Regions from separate parts of the Sus scrofa genome. Here region 2 is linked to region 1. The links are chromatin contacts, called in public HiChIP or PLAC-seq maps. All regions are on one chromosome and are shown on one strand. The core of a region is the stretch at or near the end of the contact, and the rest is flanking DNA. Distances in the headings are between cores, read along the strand shown. Region 1 holds the start of LOC100621626 (carbonic anhydrase 5B, mitochondrial). Region 2 holds the start of PIR (pirin).

Region 1 (7,894 bases), core at 2,067-4,566:
GAAATAAAAATTAATTCAGACAAACTGAGTTAGTGTAATTTTGCCAACTTTATATTCCTAAGGCAGAAATGTAAAGGATAGTTTTGTAAGCAGAATGCATGTGTGCCTGTCTGCGTGTCTCACCATGTGCATGAATACCAATACATTGCCATGAGTCCCACAGTGGGAACTCAACCATTACTCTTTATGACACTTGTTTCCTACTTAGTTCATAGCGTCACTATGATGAAGAATCGGGATTTCCCTTGGGGCCAAAAGTCAAGAAAAACTAGGCTTGTCAAAAACAAACACATTAACGTGGAGGGTGTTATGCTAAGTGAAATAAGCCAGACACAGAAAGATAAATACCATATGATCGCCCTTATATGTGGAATCTAAAAAACACACAAACAAGAACAAAAAACCTAACCCACACATACAGAGAACTGATTGGTGGTTGCCAGAGGCAAGCGGTGGGGGTGGGGGAAATGGGTGAAAGTAGTCAAAAGGTACAAACTTCCTGTTATAAAATAAATAAGTCATGAGGATGTTATATACAGAAAGGTGACTACAGTTAATGTGTTGTATGTTTGAAAGTGGCAAAGAGAGTAAATCTTAAAAGAGCTCATCACAAGAAAAAAGCTTGTAACTATGTGTGTGTGTTAACTATACTTACTATGGTGACCGTTTCACAATATATAAAAATATTGAATCATTATGTGTACCCCTGAAACCAATATAATGTAATATGTCAATTATATCTCAATTTTTTAAAAAAGAGACCAGCATTTACCAAGTCCTTTTCCATCTATAACCAACCCCCTTACCACATCTTCCCTTTCTAATCATTTCTTGTCGCATCCAAAACCAAGCTGAGGAATTTCAAGCTAAAGCTCCTTGAGGCATGTAAATCAATGAAACTGGAACACACCCTCCCGCCATGCACAAAAATAAACTCAAAATGGCTTAAGGACTCAAACATAAGATAAGACACCATCAAATTCGTAGAAGAGAACATAGGCAAGACATTCTCTGACATCAACCTTACAAATGTGTTTTTAGGTCTCCCAAGGCAACAGAAATAAAAGTAAAAATAAACCAATGGGACCTAATCAAATGGACAAGCTTTTGCACAGCAAAGGAAACCATAAAAAACAACAACAAAAAGACAACCTATGGAATGGGAGAAAATAGTTTCAAACGATGCAACAGACAAGGGCTTAATGTCTAAAATATACAAACAACTTATACAACTCAACAGCAAAAAAGCCAACAACCCAATGGAAAAATGGTCAAAAGATCTGAATAGACATTTCTTCAGAGAAGATATACAGACAGCCAACAAGCACATGAAAAAATGCTCAACAGCACTGATTATTAGAGAACTGCGAATCAAAACTACTATAAGGTACCACACCTCACATCTGTCAGAATGGCCATTGTTAATAAGTCCACAAGTAACAAATGCTGGAGAGGGTGTGGAGAAAAGGGAACCCTCCTACACTGTTGGTGGGAATATAAATTGGCACAACCTCTATGGAAAACAGGATGGAGGTACTTCAGAAAACTAAATCTAGAACTATGACCCAGCAATCCCATTCTTGGGCATATACCCAGAAAAAACTTTCTTTAAGAAAGATACATGCACCTGTATATTCACTGCAGCACTATTCACAACAGCCAAGACATGGAAACAACCCAAATGTCCATCGCCAGATGAATGGATTAAGAAGATGTGGTGTATATATACACAATGGAATACTACTCGGCCATAAAAAAGAACAAAATAATGCCAGCAACATGAATGGAGCTAGAGACTCATATGAAGTGAATTAAGTCAGAAAGAGAAAGACAAATACCATATGATATCACTCATATCCGGAATCTAATACACAGCACAAATGACCTTTCCACAGAAAAGAAACTCATGGACATGGAAAACAGATTTGTGGTTGTCAAGGGGGAGGGAGTGGGATGGACCAGGAATATGGGGTTCACACATGCAAACTATTGCCTTTGGAATGGATAAACAATGAGATCCTGCTGTATAGCACTGGGAACTCTATCTAATCACTTATGATGGAGCATGATAATATGACAAAAAGAATGTATACATGTATGTGTGACTGGGTCACCTTGCTGTACAGTAAGTAGAAAATTGACAGAACACTGTAAATCAGCTATGATGGAAAAAATTAAAATCATTAAACAAATTTTAAAAATAAAATAGAAAAAAACAAAAAAGTTTCCTTGGTAAATATTCTTTACTAATTCTGTCAGATTTAGCTACTATTTTCTAAGAGGGGAGGATTAAAGTATTATGGATTTTAAGGAAAAATTGTGAATTTGTCCCTGCGAGTCTGAACATGTTTGTTACATATTTGTTTTACATATTATATTTACATATTTTAGGCAATGTTTTTGGTACATACATGTTGACGCTTTTTCTTCTGTCGGATTGTTTATCAGTAGATAGTCTTTTTCTTTTAATGCTTATTCTTTTATTTGTCTGATATGAATATTAATATACCAGCTTTCTTTCAGTGAATATTTACTTTTTTTTCTTTTGCTTCATTTTTAACTTTTCCAGGAGTTTTTGTTTTGGCATTTCTTTTTTTGTGTTTGAGAATAAAGATGATTTAAAAAAAACAAAACTCCTTTAGGTTTGCTCTGTCACTGGAACACAGTACTCCATAAACAGGATTTCAATGAATAACTAAATGGCTCATGGAAAGGGCCCTTTCCCTAGGAGTGCCATTCAGAGACTTTTGGACAGGAAAAAAAAGCTGGTAATAATAACCTCCTCACATTTTTCCTGTGGACCCAGAATTGTAAATGAAGTAAAGAAGATTAATCTCGGAGCAAGGGGCAGAGATCTTAAGTGTGGTGTTGTTGTCTCCACAGGCCCTAGACTGCAGGAGGGCACTAGGTGCCTAGGAAAAGTCGTGTGAAGGCGACATCAGGAAGTAGAAGGGTGTGCTTACTGCGTGCAGCCAGCTAGCATTTAAAGTCAGCTGAGGAGCTGGTAGGAACACAGTTCCAGTTGGTCCTCAGTTATGTTTCCTATCTGGTTTCTGCTCCTAGAGATGTGGTGTTTGGAACTGGGAAAAATATGAAGAAAGACTGTTTTTAGACGGGGATCAGATATATGCAGGCTTGTTTCACTCTATAAATGGCTCTGACATCTAGCTCTGAGACCTGGGCGACTTAGTTCGGGAAATTCGTGGGCCCTGGCTGTTCCACTCCGGCTTCCCAGGACCAGGCTCCGCCTGCAGAGGGAGAGCAGGAGGCGTGGACCTGGCCAGTGTGCAACTACAAGTGGATGGTCTGAGAATGCGGTGAGCAGCCGTGACGGAAGTGTAGGGAAATGCGCACGCGCGGAGTGAGGGTGCCCAACAAGGATCTCAAGATCTTAAGGTGGGGTGTGCGCTGAGCGCTGGGATTGGCCAAGACAAAGGAGAGGAGAACTTAGAAGAGAAAAAATGGGGCCCAGGACTGAGGGGCGGGGCCTGGACACCGTGGGAAGGAGCGTCAGCGACGGCAAACGTCGAGAGGGGCGTGGCCTAGGCCGAGCCAAGCGGTAAGCCCTGAAATTGTGGGACTTAGGCCGTGAAGAGCGTGGCGCAGCTGCCCGTAAGGGCAAGGCAGATTCGGTCGAGATTGCGGGAGCGGGGAGCTCTGGCAGAGAACGGAGGAATTACCAGAGTGGAAAGCCAAGAGAGGGACACAAGGGAGGAGCTTGGGGTCTGCGCAAGGAGTGTGGCCCGGAGGATAAGGGGAAAGCGCAAGGAAGAAGGGTCCAGGGGCGTGGACGCCGATGGAAAGGCGGTCCCAGGGGTAGTGTAGGGGACGCGAGTGACGTAACAAAAAGGACGGCCCTGTGTAGGTGCAGCGTAAGAACGTACCTTGAACGTGGGGACGCGGCGCGTCCCTGGGGGTGTGGCTTTGCTGCACTCAGGGGGTTCGACAAAGATGGCCCAGCTCCAAGTAGGGATGGGCCTGAGCGGAGGCCAGGGGCGGGACCAAGTTAGCGCGCAGGCGCTTGAGTGGAGCGGGATGCCCGCAGCCATGGCAGCACAGACGTAGTTGGGGCGGAGGGCAGGCGCAGACCCGGACCCTGGCTCGTCGGAAAACAAGTTCGGGTTCCGACGCGGGGAGTTTTGCCGGAGCAGTACTTCAGGCTTTGTCAGGACGTGGGCCGGGCGAACGAAGGCGTGACGTGATTGCGTATATGACGTGTGACGTAAGGGGCGGGACGAGGGGCGTGTTCAATATGGCCGCGCACATTAGCCGCTTCTGGTAGCTAACAGAGGGGTTTACGGTCAGCTAAACATTCTGGTAAGGTCGGATCGCGATATGGAGCGTGGACAGCAGGGGAACCTAGCCTAGCAAAGAGAACAGGCACCCTCCTGCACACGACCAGGTGCTGCACTGGGCCCTGGAACGAGGACAGGTGTTGGTCCCGCCAGGATGTGGGGGAAGAGGCAGGGAATTGCTCCTTTCCTACTCTCAACCCTTTTCCTCCGCTATGAGGTCTTCAGAAAACCACACCGCGTCCGGGTTTTGTGCATTTAACGGTAGAGCAGCTGTTAGAGAATTTTGGAAGTGGGGGACTTGCGGTTTTAGAAACCGGGGCACAGCAAGCTGGCATTCACTACGATCTGCATTGTTGACCTTTTCCCTGGCTATGCCAAGGGCTACGGACGGACTCGCAACCAACCCCAGGGCAAGGGATCAGCGCCGTGTCGTGTGGACACATCTGAGCCTTCTCTCCTCCTCGGTTATTTTTCCTTTCCTTTTCCTTTTGTACCCCAGCCCAGAACTAGAGGGGGGAAGAACTTACAAAATAACGTTGTTAGTGGTTGTGATTCTTTCTGGCATGAATTAAAAAATAAAAGTTACAGCTTTGAGGATGCTGGGAAGTCGTTATTATTAATGTGTAGTTCCCTAGCATTTATTTTTGCTGAGGAAGCTTGAAAAATATGGGGAGATAATGAAGATGTGTACATTTTATTTTGGTTAGAACTCAATTCTTTGTCAACCACTGTAAACCCCATTGCTTTCTCTTTCTTCTTCATCCTTTTGCTGACAGTGTGGCCATCACTCTGCTGTTTGAAGGTCTTGCTGGAATAGGAGAGAAGTCAGAAATTTCTGGTGAAAGAAGCTGCTCCACACACTACCATAAGCTAACCCTGCACATCCGTCAGAGGGGTCTGTGTTCTCAGCCTGCACTGAGGACCGCAGTGCACCATAGTTCACCCTGATAAGGAACTACACTGTTCTTGAATATTTTGGAAATGAAAACTTTTCAACTTTATAAGGCTTTCCTACTTAGCTCAGAAATTGTAAATGCAATACCAGGTCTGAAATTCACATAAAGACCAAATGCAGCAAGGGCATCATTTCTGGGCCTGTACACACCTGCTCTGTTAGCCCTGGAGCAAGGTAAAACCCTCCACTCAGGGTTGAAACACAATAAATCTTGAGCAAATTTTGACTGAATATGAATATTGAGGAAATCTGATGGAAAGAGGGAAATGCTTTTCATATCATTGCAGCAGAGCAGTTAGTTGCAGCACACTAAGCAATTATAGAAATGGAACACTTGGCAGCCCCAGACTGGCATGAGACTCCCAGAGATGTGGGTGACAGTAGGGAGCTGAGCTTTCTCAGTCGAGATACAGAGCTATAACTTCTAATTTAAACTCCAGAGAATTGCAAAAAGTTGTCTTCTTTTCTAAATCAGAAGGTGAGAAAGTCAGTCTGATAAGAATAAAGGACTTTTTTTCCCTATGTAGTTGTAGAAATGAAAACAACCTTCAGTAGCTTTTGTTTGGGGTTTTTTTTTTTTTTTTTTTTTTTTTTGGTGTTCTGCATAAGTATAAGTGACTTAATTGGGTGGGGTTTAAGAGCCAAGGCATTTAACAAATGCACAATCTCTGAATGATTTTAAAAGGCTTTTAGGAGTTCCTGTCATGGCTCAGTGGTTAACGAATCCAACTGGGAACCGCGAGGTTTTGGTTCAATCCCTAGCCTCATCCAGTGGGTGAAGGATCCCGCGTTGCTGTGGCTGTGGTGTAGGCCAGCGGCTACAGCTCTGATTAGACCCCTAGCCTAGAAACCTCCATATGCCACGGATGCTGCCCTAGAAAACACACACACACAAAAAAAGTCTTTTAGAATCTATTCTTTCTGAAAAACTGTAAATAAGGAAAGTGTAAGTAAAATCCAAGGACATAAATAATCAGTGATAGCAAAGGGCACAGGGCAAAGAAAGATTACCTACCCTGGAACCCAGCCAGCACATGGTCACATCTTTCCTGTGCCTGTACTACAAAATACAACTTAATGAGAAAATGTAGTCTACATTCATACATTCCAGGATTCACCTGGAGCCTATTTAATAGTCAGTATTAGTATGTTTTGAATGCTAAATTTTATAATCCTAAGGACCCCAGGTAGGGAGTTAGGCCTAGAGGTGAGGACCCTCTGTGGGATCCACACAGCTCCTGGCGGTCCTCTACTGTGGCAGCCGGGTTTTACATACTGAGTGTTTGTGTCTTACCCCCATGCCCAGTCCATAGGTTGAGGCCCTAACCCGAGTGTCACAGTATTAGGAAGTCGTCTTTGTGAGGAGATTAGGGTTAGGTTATGAGTTTGTGCCCATGATGTGATTCGTGTCCATATATGGCACAGAGCAGAGCCAGCTCCCTCTCGGGCATGTGAGAAGGCAGCCCTCTGCACGTGGGAAGATACCTCTCACCAGGAGTCCGGTGGGCCAGAGCCCGGATCATGGACTTCCACCTTCCGGAACTGTGAGAAATAAATGTATTTAAGCCACCCACTCTGGGGTTTTGACAGCACAGCCCAAGTTAGCCAGGCCACCATGCATCTCCTCTCACTGAGTTCTTTGTGCGCGCTCTCTGGCAGAGTGATGCCTACAACACAAAACCAGGAACAACGGCGAGCTTGTCATCACATGTCCTTCATGTTGCAGTACTTGTCCCAGCACAGGGCTTGTGTGGAGCCGGCGATAAAGAGATCTGCCCCAGGCCTCCGTGGTGCCTTGCGGGGTAGTGATAGGCACTACTGCTTTCAGTGGACACACCGCGAGACTGTGCGCCCCCTTGCTCAGCATCGCTGGAAGTCACATGCTTTTTTTGTATCTAGACTCTTTGGGAAGGACGGTGTGAAGAAATAAAGTTCAAGTCCGTAAGTGACGTGTGTCTTGTCCCCTCCGTGACCCTTTTTGCACATCTGCACCCCAGTCAAGGCCAGATCGCTGAGAGGCCTCCTTTGGCAGGAGAAGGCAGACTCTGAGGAGGCACTAACGCCCGCTGAGAACTGGTTTGGTGTGTGTTTTCCTTCCCATACCACGTGCATTATTTGATTATTGAGATCCAATTCCCATAACATAACATCAGCCATTTTATTTTATTTTATTTGTCTTTTTGCCTTTTCTAGGGCCGTGCCCGTGGCATATGGAAGTTCCCAGGCCAGGGGTCGAGTCGGAGCTGTTGCCGCCGACCTACACCACAGCCACAGCAACGCCAGAGAGACCTGCATCTTCGACCTACAGCACAGCTCATGGCAACGCAGGATCTTTAACCCGGCGAGCGAGGCCAGGGATCGAACCCGCAACCCCATGGTTCCTAGTCGGACTCGTTAACCACTGAGCCACGCCGGGAACTCCAGCATTAGCCATTTTGAAGTGCACAATTCAGGGGCAGTTAGTACATTCACCCTGTCATGCAAGTCGCCTCCTCCATCTAGTTCTAAAACACCCCCCAAACCTGTACCCATTAATCAGTTGCTCCTCGTTTGCTTCTCCTCCAGCCCCTGGCAACCACCTGGCTTCCTGTCTCTACAGATTCCCCTATTCCGAGGATTTCCTATGACTGGAACCTTTTCTGTC
Region 2 (7,894 bases), core at 1,431-3,930, 190 kb before region 1:
TCGCTGCCCATGAGGAGGGTTGTACCATAAACTCCAAGAGATTAGTGTGGCGACACAAGGCACGTGGGAAAAAAGCAAGAGCCTGTGACTCTCACCTGAACATGACAAAGATCTTGGTACTGAAAGGGATCTTGGCGGGTCATCAAATTCAAAGACCCATCTACCCCTGAAGTTCAGGCCCAAGTGAAATGGGAAGACATCTGAGCATTCTCATGAAGTCCCCTTGGAGAGCACAGGAAGCTCATGGAGGAGGTGTCTGTACTTCAGGACCCATCGAGACCCTGACTTCAAAAGTACTTCCTCTTCGTGGGTCTAAAGTCTGCTCAACAACAACAACAACAAATCACAAAACGAGTATCCCCTTTCCACTTCAAATGTGTGCAGACAGAACCTCCATCTCTAAAGCTGTTCTCCAAATGATATATAATCCATTCCTTGAAGGCATGTTTGAAATATTCCCACTCAAACCAAGAGAGATGCTTTTTTAGCAAGAAGCCTACACTTGGGAGCCACACAGCCTGGGTCTGCATCCCACGTTCACCACACACCAGCTGTGTGACCTGAAGCCAATGGCTAAGCCTCTCTGTGCCTCACTTTTTCCACCTGTGAAACAGGAAGACTGCCTACCTCGAAGGACTGCAGTCAGTGCACGGAGAATGGGAGCTGCGGCCACTCACTCTACTCCAGCCCACGCCCTCCAGCCAGCCAAGGCTCACTCGGAAGTGCCCCCCGCCCCCGGGGGGCGTGCAAGCAATCAGTACTTACTGGGTGCTGGCCTGTGGGGCACCAGAAATGAGCTCAATATTCCAAGCCCCACAGAACTCTCATCCCCTACCCACGGGCATCTACAAAGTAGTTTCCGTCCCCCGCCTCCCATGTGAACTATTTCTGGGTCTTTCCAGACTCGTACAACTCATTTTTATGCACGTGAAGCACTAAGGAGATACTTACCAGAACGCGAGGCTCTGCAGAAAGAAATGTCGTCTGCAAAGAGCCAAACGGGCAGAGGGCTATTTAAGCATCGCCGGTCGGCTCCCTAGGAGACTCCCCCGAGAGTCCGAAGCGGGCGGGGAGGGCGGCGTCCTGCCAACGGACCGCCTGCGCCGGCCTGGCCCGCCCGGCCCCGCGGGCGCCACCCGGGTCCTCCCTCCGGTCCCGGCGGCCGCGGGGGCGCGGCGAGGGCGGGCTCGCGGGGCGCCGCGCAGCTGCCTCACGGTGACTCAGCGCTTCGCCGCCGGCGGCCGCAGAGAGGCGAGAGCCTGTGGCTCTCGGGGGCCCGGGGCAGGGGCCACCCGCGTTGATTGACAGGCCGCCGCCGCGCCGATCCCTTCGCTCCGCCCCCCGCCGCTCCCTCGCCCCCCGCCGGCTCGGCTGCCCTGCCGCCCCGCGCCCTTCCGGCCCCCGCGGCGAGCGGCGTGCGGGGGCCCCGGGTGGGGTGGGTAGGACGGGCAGGCGTTCCGTTCAGGGCCAAGGGCCCAGCTCGACCTACTAGGAAATGTGTCTTTACCTGGAGTCCGCCGGGTAAGCAGCCCACGGAGCTTGGTTACAAGGGTTCCAATGCGCCCTCCACCACTTCCAGCTGCGTGACCTAGGGCAGGTGGCTTGGCCTCTCTGGGCCCCGGGTTCCTCCACTGTAAAATGGAGATGGCGATGATAATTCAATACAACCTGGTGGGGGCTGTGGTGAGAATTAAATGAGCTTGGCAGGTCCTGAGCGGTACACGATGGCTAGTTGCCCGCTGTTGGCCCCTTACAAAGGGGCGGGAGTTTAGAGAGTTTTCCCAGGGGCGCGTGGGGGGTGCAGAAGCCACTGCGCGGTTTCTGTTCTGTAAACACCCGAAAGCTCATTGCCTGGTTTTGAAAAAGGACCGAAAGTGCCTCCTCTAAAACAGGAGTCGGTAAAGGGCCAGATAGTAAACACCGCTTTGCAGGTGTTCTCTGTGGAGGCTGCTCCAGGGGCCTGGGCAGCAACCAAAGAGCCAGAGGCAACCTGTAAGTAAACGGGCGCAGCTGTTTCAGTACAACTTTCACTATGGTTACTGCAATTTGAATTTCACGTAACTTTTGCTTGTCATGAAGTGTTATTCTTCTTTTGATTTTTTTTTTTTTTTTAAGTTCAAGCACTTAAAAGCCTCAAAACCATTTTTGGCTCACAGGCACTACAAATTAGGTAGTGGGCCAGACTAACCCCTGCTCTGAGAGAACAGTTAGTAGAGGAATAAGGACTCCATTCCTTCTATGTGGGGCTCAAATCCCCCCTTTCCGCTTTACTTAAATGAGTCAAAGCTAAACGAGATAACACACATGAAATTGGTGCAACCGCTATGGAAAAGTATGGAGCATCCTCAAAAAACTACAAATAGAATTATCATTTGATCCAGCAATCCCACTCCTGCGCATCTATCCAGAGCAAACCATGCCTAGAAAAGACACATGTACCGGTGTGTTCACTGCAGCACTATATACAATACCCATGACATGGAAGCAACCTAAATGTCCATCGGCGGAGAAGTGGATAAAAAGATGTGGTCCATATATACAATGGAATACTAGTCAGCCATTAAAAGGAATGAACTAATGGCATTTGCAGCAACATGGATGGACCTAGAAAGTATCATGTGAAGCGCAGTCAGTCAGACAGTGGGACACAAAGTCACATGCCATCACCTATATGTGGAATCTAGAAAGGATACAATGCGCTCACTTGCAGAACAGAAACTGACTCCCAGGCTTTGAAAAACTTAGGGTTACCAAAGGAGACAGGTTGTGGAGGGAGGGATGGGCTAGGGGTTTGGGATGGAAATGTTGTAAAATTAGGTTGTGATGATAGCTGTACAACTATAAGTAAAATTCATTGAATTAAAAAAAGAAAAAAGAAAGCTGCCATGAATACAAAAAGTGCAATGAAATAATATTGCTATTTATCATCATTATACTTAGCTCTGCAGCTGTCTCCAAACAAAACAGAACCAAGGGCGCTCTGTCTGACAGGTTTTGGTTTTTAGTAAATGCTTCTGGAGTTCCCACTGTGGCACGGTGGGTTAAGAACTCAACTACAGTGGCACGGGTTCAATCTCTGGCCTGGCGCAGTGGGTTAAAGGCTCGGATTTGATTCCTGGCGCGGGAACTTCATATGCCACAGGTGCAGCCATAAAATCAAAAAAAAAAAAAAAAAAAAAAAAGCTGCTGCATCGCCTATCAAAAAGTTAACTCCTCTATCTTGAAAGTCTGTGGATTCCGCTCCTCTTCTCTCTTAAATATCTCTTAAACATATCCAGTGCTTCCCATTTTGATGGCCACCATCTATCTTCTCTGCTTAGCAGAGCATTCTCCAAGACACAGGGAAATGGCATAGCTGCCTCAAACCTTCATTGCCCTCAAGCCAAAGCCCTGCGATGTCTTGAACCCAGCCCCACACTCAGCAGGCTGACACTTGCTCAAGGACAAACACACACACACACACACACACCCTCTTTCCATTATGCTGAATTTTTTAAGCTCTAGAATGTGCATTCACCCTCTTACTGGCTTGCTGTGCCTAGAACTTTCTTTCTCCTTGATCTGGCTCATCCCCACTCCTCTTTCAGCTCTCAGTCTCCACATGACTCCCTCTAGGAAATCTGGCCTGTCTGTCCCCTCAGGTTTGGGTGAGATGTTTGATGTGGCGGTCATCCCACCTACAGGTCATTGTTTATCCTCCTTGGGGACACTGTGCCAATTCTGGGTGTGGCTCTGAAATGGCCTGGCAGCTTCTGGTTCCAGCGTCTGGGAAGCCGGCTGCTATGTAAGAAGAGCGAGGACTCTGAGAGCAGCACGCGACGTGGAAAGGTCCTGGAAGAAGAAACGCCGTGTGAGGAAGGGGCCAGAGGCCAAGGACACTGCAGTGCCAGCCATACAGACAAACAAGTCATCTGGGAAGTGGCTCCTCCTGCCACGGGTGCCCCAGCTGACGCCATGTGGACAAGGCACGAACATCCAACTTCTGGACCCAGAGGCTTGTGAGCAAATAAACACGATTGTTTTAAGCCCTTCACGTTCCAGGTTGTACATTTTGTGAAAAGAGATAACTGGAAAATATGCTTTCATGTGGGAAAAAGAAAAAAAGATGAGGAGTTCCCGTCGTGGCGCAGTGGTTAACGAATCTGACTAGGAACCATGAGGTTGCAGGTTCGATCCCTGGCCTCGCTCAGTGGGTTAAGGATCCGGTGTTGCCGTGTGCTGTGGTGTAGGTCGCAGATGCGGCTCGGATCCCGTGTTGCTGTGGCTCTGGCGTAGGCCGGTGGCTACAGCTCCGATTCAACCCCTGGCCTGGGAACCTCCATATGCCGCGGGAGCGGCCCAAGAAATGGCAAAAAGACAAAAAAAAAAAAAAAAAAGAAAGAAAGAAAAAAAGATGAGGTGGATTTTTCAAATCTCTCTGGGCTACAGGAAAACGCTTAAAAATATTTACCCTTTCAGAAAGTGGCTCCGTCCATCTAAATGTTATCACCGAGGCATGTGGCCAGCCAGTAAGATACGAATTGACTGAACTAGACTTGAGAGTTGAAATGCTGCATCCCACTGGCGATGGCAGAGCCTGTGAAGCGCAGGTGTCCCGAAAGTGTCCTCTGTCACATGTAGCATTTAGGACAGCTTCCCAATGCGAGAAAATGGGAGAGCGTGGCTTCCCAGTATGTTTTTACCCACTTCTACTGCTTCTATACTGGACTTGACATACTTTTGATGATGCTTTCGGTTTATCACTTTTTCCAAGCTTCCTTGGGAATCAGAATCTCCTCTGGCTCCAAAACTGAAACAGGCAGGAGAGCTTCCCTTTTTTCTTGAGACTATGGGAGGCCAGTCAGAGAGAGGAGCCAAGCGCAAGGGTGTGAATTGTCAGAACGAGGCCGCTGCGGGGAGCAGGCCTGAAAAGCTAGAAGACCTAAAATGAGAAAAAATCGGAGTTCCCGTTGTGGCTCAGTGGGTTAAGGACCCAGAGTTGTCTCTGTGAGGATGCACGTTCGATCCCTGGCCTCGCTCAGTGGGTTAACGATCGGGCGTTGCCGTGAGCTATGGTGTAGGTCGCAGACACGGCTCAGATCCCGCGTTGCTGTGGCTCTGGTGTAGGCCGCTGGCTACAGCTCCGATTGGTCCCTAGCCTGGGAACCTCCATATGCCACGGGTGCAGCCCTAAAAAGGAACAGAGAGGGAGAGAGAAAATGAGGGGAAAAAGAGGTAAGAAGGGGCAAATTCCAATGGAATATACTGCATGTACCTATAACAAGCATGATTTTGAGATGAGAAATGTGACCCTGCACATGGAGCTTTGAGCACTTTTCGTAACGTCATTTCCCATCCAGATGGAGATGCTGAACAGGCAGCTGGATATATAAGTGTGTAGATACTCTATCAGTTGCTAAGTGACTCCAAATAACACCATTATCTTTGAAGACACCCATGTTATCAACATATTCTATGTGACTTTTTTCCAGTTCTACTCAAACATGTTATTTTTTTCTTTCTGTATAACTTAACTTTCTTCTCAAAAGTATTTTTTTAAAAAATACATGGATATATATATATATTTTTTTTTTCTTTTTTTTTTTTTGCTTTTTAGGGCCGTATCTGCAGCATATGGAGGTTCCCAGGCTAGGGGTCGAATCAGAGCTACAGCTGCCAGCCTATATGCCACAGCTCACAGCAACCCCAGATCCCCAACCCATTGAGCAAGGTCAAGGATCAAACCCGCAACCTCATAGTTGGATTCGCTTCCACTGCACCACAACAGGAACTCCATACATGGATATCTTATACATTCATCATCTGCAATTTTGTTCTCCTTCAAGCAGTCAACTCAAAAACTCTTTTTTTTTCCCCACGCCAGGGATTGAATCCGAGCCTCAGCTGCGACCTACACCACAGCTGCAGCTATGCCAGATCCTTCACCCACTGTGCCAGGCCAGGGGTTGAACCTGCACTGCCAGAGAGAGAACGTTGGATCCTTAACCTTCTGTGCCACAGTGGGAACTCCCTCAAAAAGTCTCTCTTAAAAAAAATCTTGACGAAGGTAAACTGGTTAGCAGGCAGCCAATGGGATTTTTCGTACAGTGAAAAGTAAAAATAAAATAAAACTCTTTCTTACAGATTGGCCAGGATTGAGTAATTTGCTTCCCAGGGCACTCGAGCTGCTGTTCATTAAAGGACAAATCTTTCTAGAATATTCCATATTAGGGATTCAGATTCTCTGAACCCAGGAAATCCATTAGCTCCAAGTCGGGGACTAATCATTTTGTAAACATTCATGTAGGAAGGGCATTAATATGCTCGTGGCCAAGGACATCCAAAAACCGATCCAGAAGGGAGGTGCACACGTGACTTCCATGTCCAACCTCTTGAGAACAATCATGTGCATAGACTCGGTCTGGTCCATTGGTCACGGTGCTGACCCAGAAGCTACTCGTGATCAACTGTTGCATGACACTCACAACTGTGTTCCTCTCTTTCTTTCCCGGGGTTTGGGGGCAGCTTGCCAGAAGAGAATCGCGTACGACCCTCTCTTTTAAGCCACAGCGCCTCCCTAGAATCCATCCCAAGCAAAACATGCCTGGCCGTGAAAGGCCCATTCCTCTCTGAACCAGAGAAACGCAGACACTCAGGTGAGTGAGTCCCCTGCCGTTTCCCTCCGTTACCCTGAGAACCTGACTCAGTTTTCAGCTTTTATTTTATTTATTTATTTATTTTTAAATTTTTTTTTTTTTTTTTTTTTTTTTTTTTTTTTTTTTTTGCTATTTCTTGGGCCGCTCCCGTGGCATATGGAGGTTCCCAGGCTAGGGGTCCAATCGGAGCTGTAGTCGCCGGCCTACGCCAGAGCCACAGCAACGCGGGATCCGAGCCGAGTCTGCAACCTACACCACAGCTCATGGCAACGCCGGATCGTTAACCCACTGAGCAAGGCCAGGGACCGAACCCGCAGCCTCATGGTTCCTAGTCGGATTCGTCAACCACTGCGCCACAACGGGAACTCCAGTTTTCAGCTTTTAAAAGGCTGTGTCTCTGGCTGAATGAAGGCTGTTTTCAAGATCGCAGTGTTGGAGTGAATATTCAAAGGCTAACTTGAATTAACCTCCAGTCGATGGCTTGTACCTCGAGGTGTTTATGGATGAAGTCCACTGAAACCGGCCGCTTACTCTGAATGCACCGAGACTTAACAGTAATAGCGGTAGGAATAATATCAATAAGGTGGGTTGCCGGATGGCTAGAGGGTGGATGGACAGACGGCAAAGCAAAGAGCGGAAAATGGAATTGTAGAATCTAGTGAGGTACAGGTGCTCCCCGTACAATGTTTTCAACTGCTCTGTATTTTGAAACTATTCATGATAAAATTTTGGAAAAACTAATCTGAATCAAAATGGGAGTCAGGTGGAGTTCCCATCGTGGTGCAGTGGAAACAAATCTGACTAGGTAGGAACCATGAGGTTTCGGGTTCGATTCCTGGCTGCAGTTAAGGATCCGGCATTGCCGTGAGCTGTGGTGTAGGTCACAGATGCGGCTCGGATCTGGCATTGCTGTGGCTGTGGTGTAGGCCGGCAGTTACAGCTCTGATTCAACCCCTAGCCTGGAAACCTCCAGATGCCACAGGTGCAGCCCTCAAAAGGCAAAAAGACAAAAAAAAAAAAAAAAAAAGGGAGTCGGGGCTGGAAGGGTCCCTAAAGTTACCCCTTTGCTTACTTTCCTCACGTCCAACCCCAGCACCTTGTACACAAGACAGTTCAGCGAAGATCTGTGGACTCAGGCTGTTGAGCTAAATTTCAAGCTACTAGGTCTCTTCCACGACTGGCCGGATTCTTCCAGAGCATCAGTTGGCAAATTTCTCCTGCGAAGGCCAGAGAGCAAATATCTGAGACTCTGCGGGCAC

What was found. HiChIP or PLAC-seq counts read pairs in DNA pulled down with a chosen protein or histone mark.
Region 2: an H3K27ac HiChIP or PLAC-seq map of alveolar macrophages shows a contact between it and region 1. The contact joins the promoter of PIR here to the promoter of LOC100621626 in region 1. A contact is called at or near these places in 2 of 2 datasets of contacts at active chromatin or transcription factors (alveolar macrophages and skeletal muscle).

What each region holds. Positions count from the first base shown.
Region 1 is chrX:12,220,809-12,228,702 of Sscrofa11.1, forward strand. LOC100621626 (carbonic anhydrase 5B, mitochondrial) reads left to right here and starts at 3,317. Exons shown (of 6, transcript XR_002340663.1): 1 at 3,317-3,559.
Region 2 is chrX:12,031,949-12,039,842 of Sscrofa11.1, forward strand. It overlaps PIR (pirin), which reads right to left and starts at 2,681. Exons shown (of 10, transcript XM_005673448.3): 1 at 1,508-2,681.